Linked DNA regions of Rattus norvegicus: region 1 is linked to region 2. A link is a contact called in public Hi-C data. All regions are on one chromosome and are shown on one strand. The core of a region is the stretch at or near the end of the contact, and the rest is flanking DNA. Distances in the headings are between cores, read along the strand shown.

Region 1 (3,197 bases), core at 296-2,795, 220 kb after region 2:
GGGCCAGGGACCTGACTGAGTGTGAGGAGGACTTTCCTAACATGCATGAACCCTGACCCCCGGCACCACATAAAACCAGGCATAGAGACACATGGCTGTGAGCCCAGCACAGAGACTTCAAGGAAAAAGATGGGTATACTATCTTTATGACTGGGACCACATCCAATTCTTCCCTAGGACCTTACGCTAATATACCGTAGTCTACCCCTAAAGCCCATCTTGGAAGAAGTGACATGGACCTAAATTGATCTTTGATGTAATTGTGCCTCCTTGTGGACAGAGAGAGTATTACACCAGGAAAGTCCTCCAAATTGCACTGAGCTTAAATTTGCTTGCAATAAACTACTTGGGGTCAGACTGCGAGTTTGAACCAACACTGGCTAACTAAGTGGTATTGAACCGAATTTCCCTCTTTGCCTTACGCTGATCAATATTCTGCCGGTCCTGGTGGTCACAGGGACCCCCATAGAGACCCTGGTGTTTCAAGAACAAGCTGTTTTCATTAAAAGTCTTCTGGAAACGATTTATCTCCCTTTGCCCCATTAGTGTTATAAACAATGCAGCCTAGTCTAAATTTTTAGACTCGGTGTAATTGATAACGCTTAGGTTTTCCATAGCCAACTCTTGAAACATTTCGCTTTTACGCAAATATAGCTTTAATTTTACTTTTGATACTTGGAAGTTGTGTGCGTGTGTGCGCGTGCATGTGTGCGTGTGCACGCGTGCATGCATGTGTGCGTGTGTGTGCACACATGTGCATGTGTGCGTGTGTGCGAGTGCATGTGTTGCCCACGTGCATGTGCATGCGTGCATGTGCGTGCGTGCGTGTGTGTGTGTGTGTGTGTGTGTGTGTGTCATACTATTTTACCTCACCTGGTGCATAGGTAGATGGATGCTATGCTCCAAGGATTTTGCAGCAGAGCTGTACAAAGTGCTAAGAGCGAGTGCCCATTTCACCATGGTCACATTCCAGGAGTATCGGTGCTCATCCGTACTCACCAAATGATGCCCCGTGGGTCACTGAAACCTGCCATGGGAGGGAGCATTAGCACCATGGAAACCATAAAGTTCTGCAAAACTGGAAAGTCTGTCCTTGGGAGAGCCACTACACGCTGCCTTGTGCCCATAGGCTAAGAAACAGCAAAAGTGAAAACTCAAGTTTTGGTCATAACAGTTGAATTTGTGCTCCCAGCCATTGATCGAGCTGCTTGAGTGATAAGCCAATCAAACCCAATCCTTTGGCCTGGGAATCCTTCTCAGTCGTCCTCTTTGTCCATAATACCCTCCTTCCTGACCCCGAATGATTGGCTCATAGTACTGATGTATACTTTGTACAAAAACCATTGTGAGCATTTTAAAAATTCGACTGCATTTCCTATCGACGTGAGGATTTTGGGAGGCTGAACTTTTTCTGAAAGTCCTTTCTTTCAGCCTTTCAAACCACAAGGCTCGAGAATCACTGCACTTCATTCAGAGTTGTCTGATCTTAGGGACATCAAGGAGTGCTCAGTCAGTCACTACAGCACCCCCTGGTGGCGGGTAGCAGCCTAGTGTGTGCACTTCCTGGGGTGGGTGCCGGGTCACAGTGTGCTCTACCAAGCTATGGTGTCGTATGTAATTGTTTCAGAGTCCCACGGTGTTCACAGTGTTCTAACACATGCTTATATATGCTAAGAATGAAGAATTACGTAGTGTATGGCTAGACTAAAATCTCCTTTCTGTGTCCTATTATTGTGCTCACTTTTAAGTAGAATGCTACATTCTTCTCAGTTTTATTTCACAGTGAAATAATTGTTCTTTCCGAATGAACTATTCGTAACTCCTTCCATTATTCTCATTTCTTTGCACCGATCCCATGTCAATTCCATCTTCACTCGTTGGGGGTATGAGCATACTTAGTGAGTCTGTGGTTATACAGCCCTTTATAAAACCGAAGACCAGCTCTCACACAGCCTCTCCTAGGTGGACTCACTACCGTGCCTACATTGTTAAAAGCCGCGTTGAGAGGCCCCTTGCTTGTCGTGTTGCCTCACAGGGAAGATGGGCACAGATCAGAGAAGGCGGCTGGAAGGGAAATCAAGAGCCATTGAGAAACAGAGCTTCTGTATGGACATTGAGGACCTGGAGCCAGGCACACAGGCCACATGCCCATCCCCCTGACACGCTAGACATCGTCCAGTAAAGCTACTTAATATACGATCGCATGTCAAAATTCTACTAATCCCCAAGACGCCTGAAGTTTTAAAAGTGAACTTGTCAGCTCTGTTTTAACTAGCCATCTCCTAACCGTCAGCTTCAGGATTCTGTTCTCTCTGGCATTAGGTCCTTGTAAAGCTTCAGCGAGAGCACCTTTGTGGAGGGCTTAATGTGCGTGTGGTGCATAACATGCATTAAATAGGGTGGCTGGTGTTAGTGGGACCGTGTGCCTTACTGAGAGCCTGGGTTGGGGTCAGCTGCCTTGATGAGTTAAGGCTCAAGCCGCACAGTAATCCTGTGTGTTCAACACGGAGGTCCCGCTTCAGCGAGATACCTGGCGTCTAAAGCCTGTGTCTGTTTCAGTTTAGGGCCCACCCTGGAACCTGAGGAGGTGGTAGAGCATCTCATGCACGGGATCCTCACTAACCAGAAGATGATCTTCGTCCCGGGCTCTATAGCGCTTTTGACAGTATTGGAAAGGTAACGGTGGGTTCGTCTGCACCGGGAGTCAACATGCTCGTATTAGACTTGACCTCAGTTCATAACGTGTGGTTGTATGGAGCAAGCCAGCGAAAAATAATAGGCCGAGAGTCTATCAGATTTTAAAACTGAAGGTACCGATCATTAAGGACCATTAGAATAGCCACTGGAACATACCCACGAGTTTTTAAGGTTTGTTGGTTTTGTTTCCAAAGAAATTTATGTGCCTTATCCGTGAACAAGAATGTCTTTAAAGTATTTTGATAGTAGAATCATGGTAAGATTTGGGAGGAGACCAAGGTTATCGTCGTAGATTTTAATACAGGACATTTGAATCCTGACTCAGAAATTTGTATTTTAACAGGTAACTACTACCAACATCTGTTCCAAAACAATCGTATTTTAAGAATCATGGAACTAAAAATTAATTAAAAAATAAAACTTGAGAGATTTAAGTTATAACAAGCATTTTATCACCTTCTGCTCAAAAGCCCTAGGGTTTAGGTAAAAAAAGCTCAAGG
Region 2 (3,075 bases), core at 115-2,614:
CACTGCCACACCATGTCACCATGTCATAATGACATCACACACTGTGACTTCTGTCTAGGTCCCAATGTGCATTAGACGCATTCTTGGGTCTATGCTCCCCACCTCACATCTGGAAACTGCCTGCCTCTAAGCACGTGCTCAATAGATCCATTTTAAGTGACGGGATCTTGTCCCACTGATAACACTGGTCCAAGTTAGGCGAGGCAAAATCTTTCCCTAGACTTAACCAAAAAAAAAATCATCGGGGTTGGGGATTTAGCTCAGTGGTAGAGCGCTTGCCTAGGAAGCGCAAGGCCCTGGGTTCGGTCCCCAGCTCCGAAAAAAAGAACCAAAAAAAAAAATCATCTGTGGTGGTGGAAATGGGTCTGGGTGTGGGTAGCCAGGCTTTTCTCCATACGTGTCAACAAACGTAGAAAACACCTGTGGCTGAGGAAGAGGAAGAGGAAGAGGAGAAGAGGAAGAGGAAAAGACGAGAGCAGAAGACCGAGCGTCAGTGTCATCTCCTCCTTGGGCCTCTTGAATTTCATTCATGTTTCCTTACGATAATTTCCGTTTGTAACTCTTCCCATCATTTAAATAGTCCAGACTAACAACACCTCATGGGAACCGTCTAATTGTGCTTCTTGCTTCCTGTTTCTATGTCGTGCGCCTCGGCGAGGGAAGCAAAACTTTATCTCTGCTTGGGATTTTCAGCCAGCCCTGAGAACCTTGCAGGGGAGGGAAGACCCGAGGTATGGAGTTGGACACAAATCCTGAATTGCACAGAGAAGAAAGTTCAAGGAGACAGAACAAGGCAAGGGAGCCAGAGTTACCCAGGTAGAGAAGTGACAATAAAAATATCAGTGACGTTTCCTCCTATTTCCCTCGGCCCCTACACGCACCCCTCGATGAAAAACACTATCCTTTCCTTCTGGCAAGGGCATCTTTTCCATGTGAACTTTATCTTCTGCTCTCAAGAGACAGTTGAGAACAGAGTGACCGTAATCCCCAGACAGTCAGTGCGGCAGCATCCGATTGGCAAATGTAGGGCCGGTGTGTTCTAACCCCTCATCTACTCACAGGCAGGTAAAGGACTCAGAGGATGAAAACACTTGACCTTCGCTTTAAGGGGTGGAAGCTTTTTCAACAATAAAGCGGGCACTTGAAAAGCTGAGGTAATGTGGGGTGTTTGTTTGTTTAACTTGTCTTTTATTGATTTTTGTTTCGTACAGTAGAAGAGGCAGAAAGGTTGTGAGAGTCAGAGGTAAATGGTGTCTTCCTGAAACATCAGAAACTGTGATCAGCATGCACAGGTCCTCTATCGGGCTGTTTTAACATTAAAAAGGAAAGGTTGGTGGGAGATAAAGGACCAGGACCTTCCGGTGTAAGAACCTCCAGTGCTCTGGATCTTGTGATCCTGGCGGAGGGAGGGACGCGGAATGCGGAGGCATTGAGAGCCTATAACGGAAGGCAATGCTGCCATCTTCTGGAAAGTGTAGAAATTACACCACTGGACCATTTTTTCATTCAAATGTTAGTTTCGGGATTTGAAGATTTATGAAAGAACCCTATTTTTTTTTAAAAGAAATATAGATTTGGGTATGGCTGTGTACATAGGTAATCCCACTACTTGGGATTCTGAGAATGGTCAAGAGCTGGAGGCCATCCTGAGCTGCACAGTGAACTTGAAGCAAGCCTGGGAGAGGGAGGGAGGGAGGGAGGTTGGTTCCAATTGTGTGTAATGATAACGTTCATCTTTTAAATCATAATGATATTGTCAAATTGCAACTCTACACTGGAAAGGCTGCAATCTTGGAACTGTTGTCGTCTTTGAGTGGGTTGCGTTTTTTATCTCACATGGTACCAGCACTGAGTCAAGCAACCTAGCGTAGTAAAACCCGCATTGCGCGGAATAGACAGATCCTGTGGGATTGCTTCTCCACCCAGACGGGCTGGAAAAATCACTGTAAGGTATCCTGACAGACTTTGGTCCAGGGATGCTCCTCTTGCTTGTTAATTCAGAGCCGTGCCTCTAAGGATGGCTAAGAGCAAAACGATCTTAGCACAAAGATGTTTGCAGCTTCACCACTAACATTGTTTAGGAAAAAGGAGAAAGATGCAAAGATAACTTGGGTGATTTGTGGGCATGTGGAAACTATAAAACACCAGAAGACATGTATATGGATAAAAACATAAAAACGGCTCTGGCTGCGACTGTGGAAAATGCCCATGTTTTCAGAGCATGGCCAAGAGGCCAAACTGAGTCTGCTGACATCGGGAACCTTCTGCACCACAGTGAGTGCGCCATTTCCCTCCGCGGCTCTCTGATTATTCCCATGTTTGAAATGCAAAGTAAGCACGCTCAATTCCCAGAGGGAAACTCTCTTACCTGTTCGCACACACGGTTTCTAGAAAATGGTGGAAATAGTTTTTCGGTTTATTCCCCTTCAAAAGACAAATTATCAACCCAAATGGAATCCCGTTTTGGGGGGGCGGAGGGGGGGGACAAAGCATCTCTTTTGTGCCTCCCTCTGCCCTCACAACTCTTTTCGTTCTCTGTAGTTCTAGAGCTTTCTCATCCTTCCAGGTCATTTGTCTCCTTCAAGCCTTCCCCTTGATAAGGCTGGGGTCAGAGATTCACAGCCCTTCTGCCTTACATGGATAGAGATAGGAAAATAGTCCTTTGAGAACCAGAGTGACCTTCTGAGGAAAAACTGTATGCCCTTACTTGTACTATTATTGCCTTTTGAAAGCACAGAAAATACAAGCCTGCTTAGTACGGAGGCAAAGCGCAGCCCACAGCAGGAAAGGCACGAGGGTGCAATGATAAAAGGATAGCAAGAATTGTTCAGCTTCTCCTGTGCTCCCCTGGCCTCCTTCCCCACGGGAACTAACTTCCAGCAGGTCTCCAGGCCAGACTGGTTTACTCAAGAGAGAGGCCTCAGAGCAGTTGCTCCAAGTATATTCAGTTGCTTAAAATAATAGTTCTGATCTGTATTAAAAAGGGGAGCGAGCCGAGCTTCCTGATCATGCGTGCTCCAGTCTGAAGATGATTCTCTGAAAGTGAGGTGTTCAGTCTCTTGAGCCGCGGTACAA

The links. Hi-C and Micro-C count contacts between places; a contact is called where the count stands out from the background.
Region 1: a Hi-C map of Schwann cells shows a contact between it and region 2, with 11 times the contacts expected there. The contact joins two enhancer-like sites. A contact is called at or near these places in 4 of 12 Hi-C or Micro-C datasets (the A7r5 cell line, the Rat2 cell line, Schwann cells and 1 more).

Annotation. Positions count from the first base shown.
Region 1 is chr14:6,042,751-6,045,947 of GRCr8, forward strand. It overlaps Hsd17b11 (hydroxysteroid (17-beta) dehydrogenase 11), which reads left to right. Exons shown (of 7, transcript NM_001004209.1): 6 at 2,560-2,676. Among named protein-coding and RNA genes, the nearest start is that of Hsd17b13, 12 kb to the right of the region's middle. Within about 2 kb of position 1,546, at least 1 of the 93 cell types and tissues checked has an H3K27ac peak or open chromatin away from gene starts, as enhancers often do. A contact at or near this core is called in Schwann cells, where this site is marked.
Region 2 is chr14:5,823,952-5,827,026 of GRCr8, forward strand. No RefSeq gene overlaps it. Among named protein-coding and RNA genes, the nearest start is that of Dmp1, 15 kb to the right of the region's middle. Within about 2 kb of position 1,365, at least 12 of the 93 cell types and tissues checked have an H3K27ac peak or open chromatin away from gene starts, as enhancers often do. A contact at or near this core is called in Schwann cells, where this site is marked.